Regions from separate parts of the Capra hircus genome. Here region 2 is linked to region 1. The links are chromatin contacts, called in public Hi-C maps. All regions are on one chromosome and are shown on one strand. Each heading gives the region's core, a stretch centred on a gene start, on an enhancer-like site or on the middle of the called end of the contact. The rest is flanking DNA. Distances are from core to core; before and after follow the strand shown.

Region 1 (3,372 bases), core at 638-3,137:
GAATGTAGGTTCAATAGTTTTAGGCTTAGTTGTCCCACGGCATGTGGAATCTTCCCAGACCAGTTGTTGAACCTGTGTCCCCTGCATTGGCAGACAGATTCTTAACCACTGGACCACAAGGGAAGTCTTGGTTTTCCTTTTGTGATAGAAAAATATTTCTCCATTCTGAAAAAACCATAGACTACGCCAACTGATGGTTTGTCTCAGTGTCTGGGACACAAAACGGCACAGTGCTTGTTGTTGTTTGGCTGCTAAGTCATGTCTGACTCTCTGAGTCCCCATGGACTGTAACCTGCCAGGCTCCTCTCTCCATGGCATGGGGGGGACTAGGGTAAATGAATGAACCTGGAGAGCAGCTCAAAGTGGCAGCTCTGGTGTGGCTCCTGCTGGTCCCGTGCATACGTAGGTCCCCGTGTTGCCAGATTGCCCACGTTTTTTAGTGGGAAGTTGAAAATTCATATTTAGAGTTATTTCTTCCAAATTACCTATAGTTGTATCAAATTTTGCAAATGTTGTGAAAATCAGTCAAACTTCTCTGTGGGTCAGATCTGGCTAGTTTGCATCTTGTGTGGAAGAGCCTTAATTTAGGCGTCAGAGATACTGGGTTGGAGTCTGGGTTCTGCTACCTTCCAGTGGGTGGGGTCACAGGCAAGCCACGACACTCTCTGGGCCTCAATTTCCCCTTCTGTAAAATGGCACTCCTGAGAATAGCATGGTCTGCTGAGCCTTTTACTGAACCAGTATTTTCTAAACGGTGGGTCATGGAGTCGATTTAGTGGATTGCAACCTGCATCTTTTAAATAGAGACCAGGACAGGATGGAAAATAACAGGATGTATCATAGTATTATAGGTCATCATTGCGTTGTGGAACATATTTTAGTTGTATACACATAATATGCACACACATATATATGTTAGACTGGGTCTTGTTATAGATAATATGCATTTCTCATGTGCAGTGACCGAAAAGGAGGCTTTCAAATAAAAAATGTTGTTCATGTCTGAATGCATTCAATACTGGCAACATTTCTGTGAGGTGGGTTTTCTCATCAACCCCATTTTACAGGTGAGAAAGCTGAGGTTCAGAGAGTGAAGTTTCCACAAACAGGAAAAGGAAGAGCTGGGATGTGACCCCAGGCCACATCTTAACCACGGGCAATCTGTCCTCTCCAGACAGCACCTGTGTGGCTGCGATGAAAGGGGCTAGTGCAAGTCCAGGGCTTGGCCGGGTGTCTGGGACAGAGCAGGTGCTTAGTAAATGTACGAGCCAGGCTCCTCATTCAGCCACACCAGGTGGCCTGCAGGAATCCAAGGGCTACAAGAGACAGGCGGGCTGGGCTTCTGCGGTCCCGGTACCCTTGCGGTGGGGACAGAGCTACAGGGGCAAAGAGACACCCTCTCCCCTGCAGCCTGAGCTCCCCAAATAACTCATTTTTGGCCAAATACTTGATGGCTGAATTTTAAAATCCGTATTTGGCTGGAGCTGGCTTATCCATCATCCTTGAATGAACTTCTGCATATTTTGCTATATTGAATTTATGGATTAAAAAAAAAAACCATTTTGTTAAACAATTTAAACTATCATGACTATGGTATTATTAAGCGTTAGGGCAGTTAACTTTTAAAGCCGGGCTGAGTGTAGGAAGAAGCGCTTCCAGGCCAGTGGTTGCTGATGGCTCGAGGCCACCCTGCTGTTCTCTGCTTGAATCCCCGTTGCGACCACAGCAGGTCAATTAATCCTTAACTCTTGGGCCTGAACATATCCTTGAAGGTGCTGCAGTTTCAGGGAAGCACTCCCCGAAGCAAGGGCGCAGCCTAAGAAAATGCTTCTGGAATCCTTGCAGTGCTATTTCTAGGCCTAACTTGGGGTGGCACCTGCGGGCAGTTGGGGCCAAAGGCGGGCTCACACTGCCCTCTGGTGGTCACTGGCGAGCACAGCGTCGCGGGTGCTGAGCCGGCAGCATCGTCGGGGCTGCGGGCGCTGGGGGAGAACCGCGCAGTGCGCTGAACTCAGATTTTCCTCTACCCAGAATCTGTCTATGGATACGGACAACATCCTAGAAGTTTCCCACATCCTTGTGAGGAAAGAAACCAGGCTGCATTCTGTATGGGTCCATTTATAGGAGCCTGGAGATCTGGGGCGACAGAAATCAGAAGAGAGGTGGAAGGCCGGGAGAGGCTGGGAAGGACCATGAGGGGCCGTCGTCCCTCCTCATCTGCGTCGGGGAGCATGGTTTCCAGCCGAAAGGATGGAGGCAGGGTGTCTGGGCAAAAACAGCTGGTCATGGGCTTTCTCGTGACCTTGAGGGTATTTCCTCCCTTTGTAACCTACACCCGGTTTACGGCACCAAGCTCAAGTGCGCATCGTGACATATTATTACACAGGGTTATACTTGGGTACCCATCCCCAGATCAGGATGATTTTTTAAAACAGAAGTCAGATCATGTCCCTCTTCTGCTTTAAACTTTCTGGTGTCTTCTCTCACTGGATTTGGAGTAAGGTCCAAACTCCAACGAGATAAAAAGTCCGACAGCCAGTATGTATCAGTCCACTGCTGATCGATATTCGGTTGGTTTTCATTCTTTGCTATTATAGACAGTATTGTCGAAAATAACTCTATACAGAATATGCCCACTTACGTAAAAATATCTGTAGAGTCTCAGAAGTGGAATTACTGAGACAAACTTACAAATTGGATAAATGTGGCCAACTTTCCCTCCTTAGGAGCTGTACCAATTTCAGCTTCCACAAGCAATGCACAAAGCCCCACAGCTCCACCAGCGCTGAGTCATAAAAACTTTCAAATTTTTGTCACTCTGATGTGAAAAATGGTGTCTCAATATATCTGCATTTCTCTTATTATGAGTGAACTTGAACATCTTTGTATACGTTTAAGAACCAGTTGTACTTTAAAAAAATACAAAAATATCTGTTCACGGCCTCTGATCATTTTTTATTTGGGTTGTTGGCCAAATATAGAAATAATAATTTATTTCTAGGAGCTTTTTGTGTATTAAGGGGGCATTAACGCTTGCTGTTGTCTGCGATTTGAATTTCAACTTGACTTTCGTCTCATGTTTTTATTTTTACAATTGATTTGTGGCTGCGCTGGGTCTTCGTTGCTGCGAGGCCCTTTCTCTCGCTGGGGAGCGCGGGGGCTACTCTTGAGCTGTGGTGCACAGGCGTCTCATAGCAGTGGCTTTTCTTGTTGTGGAGAACAGGCTGTAGGGCAAGTGGGCTTCAGTGTCTGGGGCTCCCGGGCTCAAGGCTCAGGAAGCTGTAGTGCACGGGTCTCGTTGCCCCTGGGCATGTAGAAACTTCCCAGACCAGGGATCGAACCAGCATTTCCTACATTGGCAGGTGGATTCTT
Region 2 (3,788 bases), core at 653-3,152, 160 kb before region 1:
ACTGGCCTTCAGGGAACACACCCCGGACTTTGATAACGACTCCAGGAGATTTCATCCTGGACATTCCTCAGTAGGAGTCTTGGGGAAGGTCAAAAGGTGAAAGTCCCGATTGTTCTCAGCTGCGCTTTTACCAGCTTCACCATTTTACCCCAGCCCCTTGAAGTCCCCAGGGCCCGGTCCACCGCCCTTCCTTGACATTCCTCAGCTCTGAAGTCCCCACCCCCTTTCAACACCCGGAGTTCTTTCTGCAGATGGAATGAACTGAATCATATTTTCCATGTTACTAACAGGGCCCAAGAATGCTGATGACTCAGAAGACCAAGAGCGCCCCGCTAGGGCCGCGCGAAGCGGCTCTCCAAACAGCCACCAGGGGGCGCCGTTCCTCCACGGAGTCGGGCGCTGGCCGCTCTCCAAGCCGCTGAATAAAGCGAGCAGCCAGGAGGCTTTTGCCTGTTGTAGCCTTGGGCGTGCCACGCGGATGTCTAGGCGAGCTCTGGCAGCTGGTGGGAGAGCTTGCTCTGCTGCCTGAAAAGAAGTTGATGGCACAGGCCCTCTCTTGCCTTTAATTATAGACAAGCGTTCAGACCCAGACTTAGGCAGTTTTCTGGCTGTATGACCCTAACCATGCCACTTCACGTTTGGGAACCTGGGTTGCCTCCTCCCTAAAGTACTGATAACCATGGAATCCCATGGCTGCGAGGATACAGGGTGATACACTTTACAGGTGTCAAGGATTGAATCTGAAACGGGAGATGGTGACCTGATCAGAGCTTATTACCATGGCAATTGACCCAGCAATGATTCTCAAAGCCTGTTCCAGGGACCAGCGGCACCTGGGAAGTTGCAGCCCCCACCCAGACCTTTTGATGAAATTATGGGGTGGGCCTTTGAGTGTTCAATAAAGCTTCTCGGTGATTCTGATGGTGCTCAAATTGGTTCAGAGACGTAAAGAGATTTCCCCTAAACCGCATTTGTTTGAAAAATGGAGCTGAAATTTAATTTCAGCTATATATATATATATTGCCTTACTGACTGCAAAGCTTGTGGTGTGTACGTGTGTATGCATCTATGCATCGCATGAGATGCTGAAATTCACAACAACCCCTTGGAGTTCCCTTCCAGGATAGTTTAAAGCTTTTTATTCTCAAAGCTGACTGTACATTAGAATCAGCTGGAGTGTTTTTTTTCCTTTTTTTTTTTTTGGCTGCCCACTGTGGCATGTGGGATCCTAGTAGTCAACTAGAGATCACCCAGTGCCCCCTGCCTTTGAAGCACAGAATCCTGACCACCAGGGAAGTCCCTGGAGATCTTTAAAAACTGTCTCAATGTCTGGTCCTCTCCCAGACCAATTAATCCAGAATTTCCTGAAGCATCTGTGCTTTTACAAACTCCTCAGGTAATAATGACACCCAGTGAGGATTGAAACCCCCAGCCAAGAAGCACCTGACTTGCTATTTATTAATAAAGCCTCCATAGGATAGGAAAGTGCTGGAGTCAGGAGGAGACCAGGGGTCAGAGCCTGGTTCCTTCATCTGTAGAATCAGAATTGAGATGCCGGCTTCTCCTGGGTTGTGTGAGGAAGAAACTAGAGAAACTCCAGAAAGCTCCTGGTCTGGGTCTTGGCTGGGGGAAGAACTGATAAAAGGCAGCAAATAGTTAAGTGTTGGAGGCATGCAAAGCACTCTACACACCCCCTTAAAGCCTCCGTCTCGCCTAATCCTCACCAAGACCCCCATTTCACAGCTGAAGACCCGATCTCTGGGTCTGGCCACCTCCGGGTCTGTCACAGAGCCAGGACTCCCCAGCTCTGGACTGAAAAGCAGGCTGGGACTGGGGTGGGGCAAGGAGGCATCCAGAAGGCAGCATTTAAGGAGGCGCTGACACTCAGGGTCATGCGAGCCTTGAACGGGTGCCTGAGAGCAAGTGCCTCCTTAAATGTGGGGCCCTGGGCCTCGCCGGACTCCCTGGGGTCCCAGCCCGGCTCCAGAGGCTGCCTTCTGAAGTCGCTAGGGTGGATCTCACTCAGAATGAAGGACAGGGGAGGAGGAGGGGTGGCCCGGCCAGGCCAGGCAAAGGGAGCCTTGTTAAATAAAAAGCCTATGTTTTGTTACCATAACAGAATTTTCCTCCCCTTAAGCAGAAAACAAATTAATATATAAAAGGCAGAAGGCACATCAGGAAGGTACTTTAATAATTAATAAGTGATGCATGGTGGGCTCCACAGTATCGCACTGTTAGAAATTTAAATTTGGGGCCCGTAAGGCAGACTTTTCAAAGTCTACATTATACTGTCCTTAGAATGAATGAACACAGGAGCAAATAAAGGAACAGTTTGCTATGTACCTAGCAGTGAGCTTCAGGGGACACGGAGAGCAAAGGGATTCCACAGCTGATGTCTGTACTCAAGTAACCAAGAGCCTCTGGTGGGGCTAGGGTGGGGCATCCACCCCATCATAAAAGCGCGGTAATTCAGACTCACGTGCAGGTTGTGTAGCTGGAGAGACAAGGTAGAGGATCCTCACTCTAAAGCTGTTTACTTTTTAAAGATTGATTTATTTATCGGCTGTGCTGGGTCTTCCTTGCTGAGGTCAAACCAGTCACCATTGGCCAATGACTTAGTCAGTCATGTCTGTGTGATCAAGACTCCATAAAACCCCCAGAGGACAACTCTGCAGTCCTTTCTCAGACAGCTTCCATGTAGGGAACCAGAAGGCTTTCAACGTGCCATCATGCCAGGCCCCGCACCCCACAAGGACAGGGGCTCCTGTCTCTCTCCATGTGGCTGATGAGGCATCGGTGCTCAATGGTGTCTGACTCTGCGACTTCATGGACGGTAGCCAGCCAGACTCTTCTGTCCATGGGATTCTCCGGGCAAGAATACTGGAGTGGGGTGCCATGCCCTCCTCCAGGAGATGTCTCTTATGTGTCCTGCATTAGCAGGCGGGTTTGGGTTCTTATCACTAGCGCAAAAAAAAAAAGAAAAAGAAAAAGAAAGGTAGGTATATGTCAGAGGTGACAGCCTGGTACAGGGAGGCTGGATTCTACAATGAATGGATTCTTTCCAGTGTGGTAAGCACTACAGAGGAACGGAACAGGAGTCAAGGGAGGCTCAAACTGGAAAAGGGGGACTAGCTTAGCGGGAGGTGGCCACAGCGGGCCTTTGGGGGAAAATTCTGTGGAAGTGGAGAAGCAAGTAAGTCCGTGCTGATCAGGCTCAGAGGAAGGCAAAGCAGGGCCTCGTGCAGAGGAAAGTGCCAGAAGGCCATGGGGAAGGAAGCAGCAGGAGCTCAGTTTTAGGAACTAAACGTAGTAAGTAAACATTTACGTAGCCACACTGAGACGCAAGGAAAGAGTGCGAGAGGACAGCGCAGCTCGCAGCAGCGGCCTGAGGTTCATGAGCCTGAGTCGGCCATGGCGTGGCCGTGTGAATTTTGGGCTGTTCCGTGTTCCTTTTTTTCATTAGTTATATATTTATTTTTGTAATAATTGAAATTTTTGTATGATTTTTATTTTTTCTCTTTTTTTCCTATTTATTTTACTTTACAATATTGTATTGGTTTTGCCATACATTGACTTGAATCCGCCACGGGTGTACATGTGTTCCCCATCCTGAACCCCCTGCCCACCTCCCTCCCCCATGTTTTTTAAAAGTGGACTAAGTTGTGGGGTGTTTTAAAAGTGTTCTCCAGAAAAATCTAGATTTCAGATTTTTAAAAAAAAATCTGGCCCTACTGGGCTCACGTTTCTGAGTAGTAGCTAACAGCTGGAGCTGAAGAGCGCCGGAGGTG

Evidence for each region. Hi-C and Micro-C count contacts between places; a contact is called where the count stands out from the background.
Region 2: a Hi-C map of blood shows a contact between it and region 1, with 6 times the contacts expected there. The contact joins two enhancer-like sites. A contact is called at or near these places in 2 of 5 Hi-C or Micro-C datasets (both in blood).

The regions. Positions count from the first base shown.
Region 1 is chr13:75,287,231-75,290,602 of ARS1.2, reverse strand. No RefSeq gene overlaps it. Among named protein-coding and RNA genes, the nearest start is that of TRNAG-UCC, 38 kb to the right of the region's middle. Within about 2 kb of position 1,887, at least 2 of the 5 cell types and tissues checked have an H3K27ac peak or open chromatin away from gene starts, as enhancers often do.
Region 2 is chr13:75,451,220-75,455,007 of ARS1.2, reverse strand. No RefSeq gene overlaps it. Among named protein-coding and RNA genes, the nearest start is that of ZMYND8, 32 kb to the right of the region's middle. Within about 2 kb of position 1,902, at least 4 of the 5 cell types and tissues checked have an H3K27ac peak or open chromatin away from gene starts, as enhancers often do.